2 separate regions of the Sus scrofa genome follow, and region 2 is linked to region 1. The links are chromatin contacts, called in public promoter capture Hi-C maps. All regions are on one chromosome and are shown on one strand. Each heading gives the region's core, a stretch centred on a gene start, on an enhancer-like site or on the middle of the called end of the contact. The rest is flanking DNA. Distances are from core to core; before and after follow the strand shown.

Region 1 (7,405 bases), core at 3,139-5,638:
GCCCTGATGAAAGTTGTATATTGAAACTGTATGAGAAAAACACTAACCTTTTTTCATCAAATGGGTTTATAGTGGCTATATAATTACTCTTAAGATGGATGCATCATAATTTTTACAACTTAAACTTGCCTGCCTATTCTTATACATAAAATCGTTTCCAAATTTTGCTAGCCTTTAGTCTGTTGAGTTCATAACTAAATCTAATCTTTGTCTACATTTCTGAATAGCTGCCTACGATAAATTTTGAAAAGTGGAATAGCTAGGTCACCTGGTAAAAACTTTTTTTTTTTTTTTTGGTCTCTTTTTTAGGCCTGCAACCGTGGCATATGGAAGTTCCCAGGCTAGGGGTCAAATCAGAGCTGCAATTGCAGGCCTACACCACAGCCACAGCAACACTAGATCTGAGCCACATCTGCAACCTACTCTGCAGCTTGTGGCAACGCCGCTGGATCCTTAATCCACTGAGTGAGGTCAGGGATAGAACCTGCATTGTCATGGCTGCTAGCTTGGTTCTTAACCAGTTGAGCCACTTGGGGAACTGTGAGGGCAATATTTTTGTAACCTGATGTAAGAAAGGCTTTATTAAACAAGGCATAAAATATGTAAATTTGAAGGAAAAGATTGGTAAACTTGACTGTATTAAAATTTTAAAACTTCCTTTCAACCAGAGCTACTGTAACAAAATTAAAAGATGATCTACAGATGGACCTAGAGATTATCATTACTGAATGATGAAAGTCAGAGAAAGACAAATATCATTTGATATCACTTATATGTGGAATCTAATAAAAATGATACAAAAGAACTTATTTACAAAATAGAAACAAATTGACACATTTCAAAACAAATCTTAGTTACCATAGGTAGAACAGTTGGAGGGAGGGAAGAACTGAGAGGGTGGGAATAACATATACACACTACTGCATAAAACTGATGATTAACTGATGATTGACGAGAACCTACTGTCTAGCACAGTAAAATCTACTCGTTTGTAATAACCTATATGGGAAAAAAGAATGGATATATTTATATGTATGACTGATTCAATCTGCTGTACAACTGAAACTAATGCAATGTTGTAAATGATCTACAGACAGGGATAATATAGTTGTGTATCATTTATGTATTCATTCAACAAACATGCGTTGAATGTGTATGATGTGGCAGATGCCATGTGACAGCACGTTTGTACAGTGAAGGGAATGATGCTGTGGAATATAAAAGAGAAGAGGTGTGCATAGGAGAGAAAGGGGAGAATTACTGGTGTACAGGGAAGGGGGAATACCTCATATATTTGCATGCTGCCTGGGTCACCTCCTTCAGATCTATGGCCACATGTCCCCTTCCCAGTCTGATCTTTTCTGACCATCTCATCTCAGTTGCAACTCTTACCCCCACTTCAGGAAACCCCATCCCTCATCTCCTTCTCTTTCCTTCACTTTATTCTTCTTTATCGAAACGATCACTTATTCTAAATGCCAAATGCTTTATTTATTTAGTTAGTTCTTTTTCTGTCCCCTCTCACTAGAGAATAAACTTCCTAACATCTGGAATGACGGATCCTTAGAACAGCACCTATTATCTGGTAGGTGCTCAATAAATATGAAAATGGTGGTGTCCTTTAAGGCACAAGTCATATTGCCAGGTGTAAACTATGCACAGAAATATTTGTTGAAGATGATCTAATCTGTAAAGGAAAAGCACTTAAAATTTTTTAAAAAGTTTATTCCCCCTGAAATGGATGAACTTATAATTTCTTCTCTGACTTGATTTATATGCTTTTTAAAATAACAAAAACCAATTTTGATATGTGATTTTTTTTTTCCCTGTAAAGAAGACAAATGTGGGGATTTATAAACTTACTACAAACAGGTGTTCTTAAGAGGCATAGAGCTTTATTCAGAGTCAAGTGTGGGCAATTAGAATGCAAATCTGAAAATCTTTACTTGCCTCTCCCTGACTCTGGGTGGTAATTTTCTCTTAAAAAAAAAAAAAAAAAAAAAAGACGAACAAAAATATGTTTCACCAAACACCAAAACCTATGCGTGTGTATTTGTAGCAGTAAAACAAAGAGATGGGGTGGAGATGCCTTTGCCAGTTGCCACACAAGTGCGAAGGCATTTCTGACAAAGAGTAGCCACAGTTGGGACACCTCGGGTAACTGCATATGCAAATTAGCGCTGGGAAAATATTCCTGAGATTCACCTCCCATGAAGTCCTTTGAGAAGTCATTACACGTTGGGAAACCTCCTAATCCTTAACATTTATGGGAAACAGAGCGAAGCACTTCAAGTAACAAAGCTGGGGCTGAACAGCTGAACAGGGGTGGTGGCTGGAAAAAAGAAGTATGACTGATTCAGGTTTGGGAAAGTTGAGGTCTTCAGAGCTGCTCTATCTAGAGTATTTTTATACTGTTTTCCCAGACACTGCTGAAGCAAGCATTGACTCTAAAAATATTCATAACCTACTGGCATCCTTGGATGTAGAAGGAGTCACATTAAAATGATTACAATTATGTCAAACTTGTCTCTTTTTTTTTTTTTCCCCCTTGGTCATCTCTAATCAAATATTAGGGGGCATAACATCAGTAGGCTCAGACCTCACAGAAACTCAGAATTATATTCCCAACATCGGCAAAGCAAAAGTTTAGCCCATTTCACGCACAAGGAACTCAGCTAATCAACACAAGTATTCAAAGAGCTGCAAACATGTGATGGGTGGTGCCTGGCAGGCTTCTTGCTTCCCAGTTGGAAGAGGCCCTCAACATCACCCAGAGCAGGGAGTTTCCATTGTGGCTCAGTGGTAATGAACTGACCAGTATCCATGAGGACATGGATTTGATCTCTGGCCTTGCTCAGTGGGTTAAGGACCCCGCGTTGCAGAGAGCTTCGGTGTAGGTCACAGAGGTGGCTTGGATTTGGCATTGCTGTGGCTGTGGTGTAGGCCGGCAGTTGTAACTCTGACTCAACCCCTACCTGGGAACCTCCATATGCCGTGGGTGTGGTCCTAAAAAGACCAAAAAAAAAAAAAATTACCTAGAGCAGAAAATTTTCCTATGACACAGGACTGTCAAGAGCTTGAATTTACTGCCATATGCTATCCAAATGGTTTCATTTACTGTTTTTTTTTCCCCTAAATTAAGGAGGAAAGACTGTATGTACAACACAGGACATTACGGGGGTTATTTGGGGAAAATGTAGTAAAAAAGTACTTGTGGTTTCCCTGCAAGCCCTGGGCCACACAACTAGTCAAGCCTCAGCCTGAGATTTTATCTAAAGAATGCTGGATTGCCACTCATTTGCCCATCTGGAAGATGGGAACGTCTGTTCACCGACAGTTAACGAGGCTTACAAGGGTGCTGTGCTAAGAACCTGTTGCGGTGGGCTGGACACAAAGTCTATAAAGACAGGGCAGTACCTGCCTACAATGAAATGCTCACAAGTTAGTGGAGCACACCTGCTATTATCATCACTGACCTCTCTCTTTTTGGAGAGCGATGGTGAGAGAAGGGTATCAAAATTTATATTTAGCGGAGTCTTCTGCGCCTCAATGGTAACTTATTTACTGGTCAAAGATCTTCCTAGGTGGGTCCTGCTTTCTCTCTTTTACAGATGAAACTAAGCTAGGGATGAAGTGCTTCCCCGAGGTCACACAACCACTCAGTGGCGGAGACCACCGTGAACGCGAGCTGTCTGGCTCCACGGTTCCCATAGAGGAGAAAGGCGGGAGGAGGCAGGAGGACGACGAGAATGGGAGAATGGGAGAGGGGCGAGGGGAGGAGTACACAGGGGCCCGTTTCCCTTCGTTAGAGAAAATGCCAGCAACGCCATCCACTTGTTGATTTGCACATTTCCATCACTTTAGCTGCCGGCGTCACTGCTAGGAATGGAAAACTGAAAGACTCCCCAACTCTTTAAGGTTTGGTTTGCTTCCCGAGAGGACATAGCCACAGGTGATGCGAATTGATGCCTTCTCTGTTCCCGGCGCCAGCCAGGCCGTCTGCGGCAACGAACTACAACCCCACCATGCACCGCGCGGTTCCGAGGGCCACGCCAAGGGAACAAGAGGGTGACCCAAAGGTGCCTTGAGGGGAAAAAAAAAAAAAAAATCACCTACATTTTCCTGGCTTTCCCACCTTCACGTTGACCTCACTCCCAGCACGGTCCGCCATATTTTTAAGTGAGCAGCTCATACAGAGAAGTGTGCCGAGTCTCTTCTGTCTTCAGGCATGACAGAGGGCAGGCTCGATGCCTGCGCGCGGGTGCGAGGTCCCCAGGCCAGGCGCGGGGCGGAGTCAGCAGCGGCTGGGCGGGGACGCAGACCGGAAATATGCGAGGGCAAGGGAGAAGCTTGAGTGGCTGCGGGCGCGCGCTTCCGGCCGGGGCGTCGACGTTGGCCGGCTGCGCAGGGCGCCGCTGCGGGCTCTTCGGCCACCACTTTACGCGTTCCGCTCGCCTCCAGGTTGCCAGTCTCGTCTCTTCTCGCCGTAGGCCGTGACGACATGAGCGGCAAAGAAGGTGGCGTCCTCGACAATTTGGGGCGTTATTTCTGTGTTTAGTCCAGGCTTCTGGTCACATTTCCCACTTCTCACCCTTGCGGGATGCCCTCTCACCCTGAAGGCTCGGGGCGGGGGTGCTGCCCTAGTGATTTTTGCGGCCACAGTGGCCTGTTTATGCCTCGTGTTTTCTTAAATTCTCGAGCCGTTTTTCATCTTAGTTCGATAGTTGCTCTGTAAGGAAGCCGTTAGTGGAGGCCCGGATGGTGAGCCTAAGGTTTGGGAGGACAAGGCAGGGTCCTTCTGCTGAGAAAGCCTCTCTGTGGATACCGGTTGTAGAGAAAGGAACGCGTTTGCCCGCTGTAAATTTTTGTCAGCTCTTGGTAATGGAAGAGCCCCGTCCAACCTTTTTTTCCTTCTCTATGTAAGGTTCAGGAGGGTTCAGGAAAAGGAAGCATGACAATTTCCCACATAACCAAAGAAGAGAAGGGAAGGATCTTAATTCATCTTCACCTGTGATGTTGGCCTTCAAATGTAAGTTCTCTGTCATGCAAGCTGGCGAAGGGAAGAGAACTAAAGAGCTTGTCACGAGGGTTACTTAGCCATGTCCTACACGTGAAAACAGCCGCCAGGAATTTTCCTGGAGGTGTTGGCGATGGTGCTAGGTCTGCCATGAAAGTTGAGATTACAAAAGTGTTGACTTTTTTTTTCCGCATTGCAGTTTCACAAGTAAACATTAGTTTACTAACATCAGACGTGCTACATAACGAAAAATTACTGAGTGATATGTAAATATATGTGTCAAGGGTGTGTGTATACATATATCTATTATGTATATATTTATGTTGGGTGTGTGTATATGTACCAACTGTATATGTGTATATCAGCGATGTGTGCATATACATCAGCTGTATGTGTACATATATTTAATTAATTTTAACGTGTTGGTTTTGTTTCCTTAGCTAGACTTTTGAAGACAGGGACTGGTTTTTTTTTTTGTTTTTTTGGTTTTTTTTGTCTTTTTGCCTTTTCTGGGGCCGCTCCCATGGCACATGGAGGTTCCCAGGCTAGGGGTCTAATCAGAGCTGTAGCTGCCGGCCTCCGCCACAGCCACAGCCACAGCAACGCGGGATCCAAGCCGCGTCTGCAACCTACATCACAGCTCACGGCAACGTCGGATCGTTAACCCCCTGAGCAAGGCCAGGGATCGAATCCGTAGCCTCATGTTTCCTAGTCGGATTCGTTAACCATTGAGCCACGACAGGAACTCCCAGGGACTGTATTTTATCTTTTCACAGAGTATGAATGCATTTCTATTAGTAAATCAAACGTGTATGTATTCACAGTTGCCCTTGTCTCAGCATGTTAACTTGGTCAAGTTGTTACTCATTTCAAAGAGAAACATAAAACAAAGTCCTCCCTCCTCTCTTCTGTCCAGCATCCTATCCTTATAGTTTTTGTGGTTTTGGAATCCATGAGGGGCTTAGTTAGCTGTTGGTTCTGACTTGCAGTCATGTGCAGGCTATGCTTGGGCTGGAGGATCCACAGCTATTGACAAATTAGGCTTTCTGCCAAGAACCAGCTCCAGGTTCCTCTACATGGACCCTCGGTAGAACTGCTTGAATGTCCTCAAGCGTGGCATCTGGCTTCCCCTAGACTGAGAGATGGGAGGAGATCACCCTTCTCTTATGTCCTAATCTAGGACATCATACTTTCTCACTTTTGCTACATTCTATTTGTTAGAAATGAGCAGTTTAAAAACTCCGCCTCATATTTAAGTGGAAGGGAATTAGCTTCCATTTTTTGGAGGGAGGTATCTCATGATTTGTGGACATAAATTTCTTTTTTTTTTCCTTTTCTTTTTTTATGCTTTTTAGGGCTGCATGTGCAGCATATGGAAGTTCCCGTGCTAGGAGTCAAATCGGAGCTATAGCTGCTGGTCTGCACCACAGCAACGCCAGATTCGAGCCGCATCTGCCACCTACTCTGCACCTCACGGCAACATCTGATCCTTAACCCACTGAGTAAGGCCAGGGATTGAACTTGTATGCTCATGGATAGCATTGGGTTTGTTTCCACTGAGCCACAATGGGAACTACAATTTGTGGATATGTTTTAAAACCACCACAGCACCTAGTGATCTTCAGGGATGTGAGACAACTAGTTATAATTGAGTAGAGAGCATACTGATAGTGTTATATACTCCGTGGAAACACTATATTGGGTCAAGTATTCACCGTTATACTCTCACACATTCTACATGGAGCTGCTTGTTTCTACACATATTTTGCTGTTTTATGTTTCTACTTGTCTAGTGCACATAGTTCTTTAAGCTTGGAATTGTTTCTAACTTGATGACCCTGTTGAATGTCTGGTATGCCATAGTTTTCTTCAAGACCCAGCTCAAGCAGCTTCTTCCTTTGAAGCCTTTTCTGATTTACCTCTCAAACAAACTTGGTGACAAACATTGCATTCATTGAACATCTGTCTATTCAGTTGGGAAATTTTGAGTGTCTGTATTCTAGCATGTGTTGGTAGTGAACAGGAAAATTGTAGTTCCTACTTTGCTGAACCATACGTGTACATTTACATATATATACCCACACATATAAACATACGTATATATATAATAGCATGATCACATTTAATTATTCCTTTATATCTGTGTCTCATTCTGGACTGAACTCCTTAAGGATTTGAAACTGCTTTATTTAACTTTGAAGTCATAGTATCTAATTTACAGTTGTGATCAATGTATTTGTAATAGTGAATACATTTGATTGTCTTGAAACATTAGACAAAATCCTAGCCTAATTATTGTCTCAATAACCAGATGTATTTAGGTCCTTGTCAGCTATTAATTTGGTTAATAATTTATTCTATAGTTTTTATTCATGCAAAATATGCCTG
Region 2 (7,405 bases), core at 2,497-4,996, 55 kb before region 1:
TCTCTATCTGAAATAAACATTGTATAGTCACCTAATAAAAAAATGTATATAGGAGATTCCGCTGTGGCACAATGGGATGGGTGGTGTCTCTGGAGCACAGGGACGCAGGTTCAATCTCTGCCCTGACACAGTGGGTTAAGGATTCGGTCCTTAACTGCAGCTCGGATATAATCCCTAGCCCGGGAACTCCATATTTCACTGGGCAGCCCAAGGAACAAACAAAAAAATTTATATAGCCCAAACATAAGCCACAATTATTCACACAGCAGGCTAATACTCTCCTTATCAACAAAATATGTACATCAAATTTTAGTTCCAACAGTGTAATTAAGTAATCTACATCTTCTCAGTTAATATCCTACCCATATTCAGCATAGTAGAAAAAGCCTGGGGCTTGATGAATGAATGACAAGTTTGAATGCCAGGGGGTAAGCAGTAGACCTTAGCCAAGTCAGAGCTGAAATATTCTCCAAATGTAAAATAAGAATAATACTACCAGCTTTGTAGAATTATGCCTGTATCCAGCCTAACCTGGTACTGGCACAGGACTGCTCCACATATATTGGCTGGTAGTTTGATTGCCGTCATCTTTATTTTGTTTTTAGGAATACTTAAAATTGCACAATCAAACGAGATTCCCAAAACCTCTCTCAGCACAGCAGTACAATGAAAGTGATTCCCTAAGACCATTCATAGATCCTGAAATTGTGTCCCTAAAATTAATGTAAGCCAGAGATCAAGTCTAAAGAGTGTAAAATCCCTCCTTCCTTCACATGAGGATATGTGTAGTCAGGTGCTTTAAAGCCTCCACGACCCTTCAGCCCCTGGCACTCCTGAGGAAGGGGGTGGCTATTTCCTCACAGCCCCCCCATGAGAAGGCACTATGGTAAGAACTAGGCTCACTGTTATCCCTCCCCTCCCTGAGAAGGACAGTTAAAAACAGGAAGCTAGGAGAGAAGAGGATTTAGCTTAACTTGGACAGCTAAATTAACTAAGGAAAGCAGATCAAGGAAGGTTTAAGACATCTTCATGACTTCACCTTAAGCTTGTGCCCCAACTATACACAGACTTTAGTCAGTTTGGTACAGCTATATTAATATTCCTTCATGCCACTTCTTTTCCTGCTCTAGGGTTCAGGAGTATGTTCACATCTGATCCATGATGAATTAAGGAAATATTTATAGACACAAACGAAAATTTCATTAAAACCCAAAGTTGATCATTAACCAGCCCCTTTTCTCCTCCTAGCTTAATGGTAAGCAAGGATTTGATTTTTTTTTTCTTTTTTTGCGACTATGATATTAAGACATGTGCCTTCATCCAGCCACAATGCGTAAAAAACCAAACTAGACTGTCCATTGTATCTTCCCCACAAAATGTTCACATTTAGAACTTTCCTCATTTCCCGTGCCTTTTGAGCAGTCTGAGAGTCCCACTTAATGAATGACAGTCACAACAGACGGTCTGACACACACAAAAGTACTGGGAAGAGTCAGTGTATGGGTACAAACATGCACGCGTGATGAGCTTCTTAAACCATCTCAAACTCACAAAATCAGAGAGAGATCGATGGTGGAGGAGGGTGGAGCAGGGTGGGCGGGAGTGGAGCTGGATACAAAGAAAAGATTAAGATCTGGGGAGTAAAATGGGAAAGAACCACAAGAAGGTATAAAGAAGGAAAAAGTCTATCATTTACCCTACTGAGGAGAGAAAATCAGAGTAGGGAGGATTAAAGACTCTGTGAGGGAAAAACTGCAAGAGTAAAGAGAAAACAAAGAGATTTCACCAAATTGAGACGTTGGAGTGAGCCTTCCCTCCTGCTACAATTCCGAGGATTTTTTTTTTCCAGGAAGCCACAAAACAGTTCTTTTTCAACAGAAGAATTACACGAACAAAAGCAAATAGAGGAAACCTATGCTAAAAATGTAACCTACCTACACCGAGAGGTCTGAAAACGGAAATACTTCTCCCCCCCCGCCCCCGTTTTGTAGTGGGTTTCAAAACAGTAGGGACCCGGAGAAGGACGAGAGCTATGGGAGGGGAAGGGGGGGAGCGGCCAAGCTCTTCCTGAATCCGACGAGGACACATGCCTAAATGCTTCTTTCAAATACACTTTCTTGTGGTCAACTGGCGGGTTCTAAACCAAACACGACATTGCACTGTGTAAGGTAGAGTCTGATGAGTGGTTCAAATCCCACAGGGAATTTAAGAGCCGCTGCAAACCCACTGCTGACGCAGAACCAGCCCTTGGCTTTGGGGAGGTATTACTCTAATAGCCCCAACGAGCAGCTGCAACTCCAGTGAGGCTAGAATCCACTAAGAGTTCAATGAAAGAGAGTGAAAAGCAAAGTGCAAAGGGGGCCCCAAAGTGTAGCCAGAAGGCCATGTAATTAGACGGAGAAGTTGGTGAACGAGGGGAGGTAGGTGATACCCGCTTTCTCTCCCGGGTCTGCACCAGGACGAACCACCGCGCCTCATTCCACACGCCCCGCCTCGCGGGCGGGGGCGTCCAGCGCCCACCCCAGCATCACTTACTTTCGTCCGGCCATTGATTTTGTAGTTGCCCAGTTTGCCGTTACAGTGGCGGATCAGGTCGTCCATGCTGCTCATGAGCAGCCCGATGGTTTCGCAGCCGGGCTCCTTGCCCTCGATCCAGGTGATCTTATCGCCGCGGATGTCCTTGGACGAGTCGCTCTTCTGGCTGACCAGCTGCCCGTCCGTGAACTTGCCGGTGTCGTGCAGGGCGCGCACCTCGTCGCCGATCTGCTGCCCCGTCTCCTTGCCCAGGAAGTCATCCACCACGCAGATGCCGTGCTTGTTCATGCACGGCACGATGTACTCCAGCGCCAGCTTCAGCGCCGGCAGCGGCTTCGTCTGCCCGTTGGGCCGCAGGCCGCCGCCGTGGCTCAGTCCCTCGCCCGGCGTGTTGCTCGGCGGGTACAGGTTCGCCTTCTCCTGGTACAGTGATGAGCGAGCCGGCGGCTCCTCCTTCGCGGGCTCCGCCTCGGCCGCCGCCGCCGCCGCCGCCGGGCCCGCGCCGCCGGGCGCCGCGCGGGGCGGGGACGCGGCCGCCGCGGGGTCTGCAGCGGGCTTGGCCTTCGCCTTCGCCTTGGCCGCGTCTCCCGCGGCCCGCGGGCCCGCGGCCTCCACGGCAGCGACTCTGTCCCGGCGCGGCACCGCCTTCCTGAGCAGCGGCGCGGGGCCGGGCTGCGGCTGCTGGCCCGCTCCAGGGGCGGGGGCGCCCTCGCCGCCCTGGCACACCAGCTTGTGCTTCTTCCAGTCCTGGCGCTGGTGCTCCTTGCTGCAGTAGAAGGAGCTGCGGCAGCGGCCACAGCGCAGCAGGTTCTCCATCTTCCCGCACAGCTCGCAGTATTGCCGGTCTCGCTCGCTCGGGCTCGGCCCGCCCGGCCCGCCGCTGTCATTGGCCATGGCGGCGGCGGCGGCGGCGGCGGCCGAGCAGGAGGGGTGGCGGCCTCGCCTGGGTCCGGGTAGCGGGAGGAGCGGCAAGGGCCGTCACTGCGCCATGCACCCGCCGCCCCTCGCCTCTTGAGGCCGGCGCCCCTCGGCCCGGCCGCTTCCTCGTCCTCTGGTCCCGCCGCGCAGCGCGGGCGGCCACCTCAGCGCCTCATCGCCGTCGCGGGCTGAGGGAGCGCGGCCTGCGTCGCGGGCGCGCGAGACAGGCCGCCTTGGCCGCCGCCTCAGCCTCCCCGGCGGCCCGGCCCGGCCCGCGGAGCAGCGCAGGGCGTGCGGGCGCCACTCGCTCTGCGCGCTCTGCACGTACACCACGGCCCCGCGGCGACCCGGCGGGCGGGCGGCGCGCTAGGGCGGGGGGCGGGGCAGGGCCAGGGGAGGGCCGAGGGGGCGGCCGCCGCGCGCTCGCGCTCGGGCACGGGCGGCGCCGAGCCGCTTTTAGCTCTCCCGCACTCGGCGCGCTGGGCCTCGGAGCGGGTCCGCGTCCCGGCGTCCTCCCAGCCTCTTGCCGGCCCCGCCCGGGGCGGGCCCGGGACGCTGCCGCTCCTCCCTGCGCGGAGACGCCGAGGGGCCGGCCCGCGAGCGACGGAAGGGTGGGGGCCCGCGACCCGGGCGGTGCCTACACCTGCCGGGGCGAGCGCAGCCGCGAGGTCGGTGCCGAGCGGGGCGGCCTGAACATGGCTGCTGTTTGTTTGGGACCCGCCGGGCGTATTCCAGGCGCGCACACTGGACTGCAAGGTGGCTCTGGCTGCTGTCGTCTTGCCCAGGAGGAAACGGAAATTCAAAGAAGTAAAGTAACTTGTCCAAGGTCACGCAGAACTGGAATTGACTCCAGGAATCGGACTGTCAGATTCCAAGGCTGTTTTTTCCATAACTCTAATACAGCCTCTATTTCAAGAAGCCCTGAAATGGTTAAAAACAAAAACAAGGGTTGCAGCGGTGTGGATCCAAGCCCCTGTGCCCCAAGCCCCTGTGCCCCGTTTGAGCCAGTTAAGGGATGGAAATGTGATTTTTTTTAGAAACCATTTTTAAATCCTGTGAAATCTTGCCGAGTTTAAAACCTTATGAGAAAAATGTTTGGCTACCTAGTCAAATAGGGTAATCAGTGCTCATTTCAGTGTCCACACTGAGGCACTTAAGTTCAGACTTCTGGCACCATCCCTCAGGAGCGGATTTGGGTGGCAAATGAGCATGACTATGTTAACCACTTGTAATTTTAAAGCCAAATCTCTTAATAGAATTTGTGCTATACTGATGAATAAAGTTCTTTACAGCACATAAAAACCCTACCAGAAATAAGCCAAGGGTGTTTCTTTATGCCTGCCATTTATTTTAAAAATAGAAAGGACTGTGATTTAGATTTTCACATCTTTATTGAGCACCTGCTAACCCGGGAAATGTTCTGCTGGCTTGTTTATCATCTGCACAGACTGCAGTTAATTCAACAGCCCTTGTGATGAAGGCCTTCCAGGTTAAGAGAACACAAGAGCCGAAATGTGTCAGGTTAAAGGCAGAAGAATACAGGGCATTATAAACCACTTTGAAGAATATCTTTTTTAAAAAACTATCCTGAATCCAAAAAAAAACTGTTCTTCAACTACACAGAACTTAAAACTGTCATTAAATTCTGCTCTATAAATAAATAGTATCCTGGGGGATCCAATCTGATGAAAGGACAGTAATTCCAATTAGCTTGGCCTTTGGAACACAGAGGTATTATGTTCCCAGCTTCAAATTTCAAGCTAAAACCCAACAATCTGTAAAGAATCAAGACCTGGATCTGGAGTTCCCATCATGGCTCAGTGGTCAATGAATTTGACTAGCATCCATGAGGACACAGGTTCGATCCCTGGCCTTGCTCAGTGGGTTAAGGATCTGGCCTTGTGGTGAGCTGTGGTGTAGATCACAGAGGCAGCTCGGTCTGGTGTTGCTGTGGCTGTGGTGGAGGGCAGCAGTTGTAGCTCCAATTTGACCCCTAGCCTGGGAACTTCCATCTGCCAAGTGTGTGGCTCTAAAAAGCAAAAAAATAAATACATGAAACAATAAAAAAATTTTTTGATACATGTAAATTATTTCATGTAAAATTTCAATACCAGTAAAATTGCTCTAGTAAATGATAAATCATCTTTAATGATTCTCAAGTTTTCTAGGGAACACTCCTTCTACAAACACTTGATTCTTCTAAATTTAGTTATTTGTAGATGTTAAAAGTAGTCCAACAGTATCTTTATTTTTTATTTATCTATTTTTTGTATTTTTAGGGCCACCCTGCAGCACATGGAGGTTCCCAGACTAGGGGTCCAATCAGAGCTGTAGCCACCAGCCTACACCACAGCCACAGCAATGCCAGATCCTAGCTGCATCTGTGACCTACACCACAGCTCACGGATCCTTAACCCACTGAGCAAGGCCAGGGATTGAACCTGCAACCTCACGGTTCCTAGTCGGATTCGTTTCTACTGTGCCACAAGGGGAACTCCTTTTTTTTTTTCCAATAGTGTCTTTAAAAATTACCATTTAGGGAGTTCCCATCGTGGCTCAGTGATTAACAAATCCAACTAGGAACCATGAGGTTGCGGGTTCGATCCCTGGCCCTGCTCAGTGGATTAAGGATCCAGCGTTGCTGTGAGCTGTGGTGTAGGCCAGTGGCTATAGCTCTGATTAGACCCCTAGCCTGGGAACCTCCATATGCCTTGGGAGCGGCCCTAGAAAAGGCAAAAAGACCAAAAAAAAAAAAATTACCATTTAGGTCTATGACATGCAAAGACATATACTTACATCTCTATATGCTCTTTATGTATATTTTCATTGCTATCTTTTTAATGGATGTCTGTGTCAAAACCTTTATTAGCTTTCATTTTGTTCCAAAGATTGATGATTTCAGAATTTTAATTTATTCAGGTTTAATAATCTGTGCACTAATTCCAATTTAGTGAGGTTTCTCCAAACCATCTGCTGACTGTGCAATAGCTAATGAACGACAAGTTCACCGAGGAAATTCTGGAACTCCACTAGCCTGTAGCTGTTATCATTTATTCATATATTATAGAGAAGATCCACACTATGGTGCAGGAATTTATCTTGTAAACATTCATATGATACTTGCTATCTGTTCCAATCTCTGTTCTAAGCATTTTACAAGCATTAACTCATTTGATGTTTATAACACCATGAGGCGAGTACTATTATTATGTCCATTTAAGGAAGAGTAAACCAAAGTAGAGCAATGAGATTAATAGCATGAGGAGTGTTATCTAATTCTTTAGGGGAAACAAAGGCTTGTGTCTCAGAGTCCCTGTTGTGGCTCAGTGGAAACGAATCTGACTAGTATCCATGAGGATGAAAGTTCCATCCCTGGCCTTGCTCAGTGGGTTAAAAATCCAGTGTGGCCGGGAGCTGTGGTGCAGTTTGCAGGTGAGGCTTGGATCTGTTGTGGCTGTGGCTGTGGCTGTGGCAAAGGCTGGAAGCTGCAGCTCCAATTTGACCCCTAGCCTTGGAACCTCCATATGCCTTGGGTGCAGCCATAAGAAACAAACAAAAAAAAAGACTTGTGTCTCCCAAAGTCAGGAATTAGTACTTTTTCACTGCCCCCCAACCTAATCAAGATCAACTGTTCTGGTAACTGAAGTTGAATTAAGTAAAAGTGCCATCATCTCCATATCACACCAATTTGGACCACAGCTAATTGACCACCTCTCTGGTTTTCCTTTGTTCCTCGAGCAATGTTTACTTAAATTTAAAGCAGTAACCACTACCAACTGACAAGTGGTTTAGAAAAAGAGCCAGAGCTGAGATTAAATGCAAAGGATGCAGTTAAATGAGGAAAAGGAATTTTTTTTTTTCTTTTTAGGGCCGCACCCACAGCATATGGAAGTTCCCAGGCTAAGGGTTGAATCGGAGCTGTTGCTGCCGGCGTACCACAGCCACTGCAACA

What was found. Promoter capture Hi-C pulls out the DNA fragments that hold promoters and counts their contacts.
Region 2: a contact with region 1 is called in a promoter capture Hi-C map of liver, with 2.6 times the contacts expected there. The contact joins the promoter of EGLN1 here to the promoter of TSNAX in region 1. A contact is called at or near these places in 1 of 5 promoter capture datasets (liver), 14 of 47 Hi-C or Micro-C datasets (alveolar macrophages, blood, embryonic fibroblasts and 8 more) and 2 of 2 datasets of contacts at active chromatin or transcription factors (alveolar macrophages and skeletal muscle).

The regions. Positions count from the first base shown.
Region 1 is chr14:59,055,283-59,062,687 of Sscrofa11.1, reverse strand. TSNAX (translin associated factor X) reads left to right here and starts at 4,388. Exons shown (of 6, transcript NM_001243607.2): 1 at 4,388-4,517; 2 at 4,925-5,029. The coding sequence starts at 4,502.
Region 2 is chr14:59,109,868-59,117,272 of Sscrofa11.1, reverse strand. EGLN1 (egl nine homolog 1) reads right to left here and starts at 3,746. Exons shown (of 4, transcript XM_021073581.1): 1 at 2,536-3,746. The coding sequence starts at 3,429.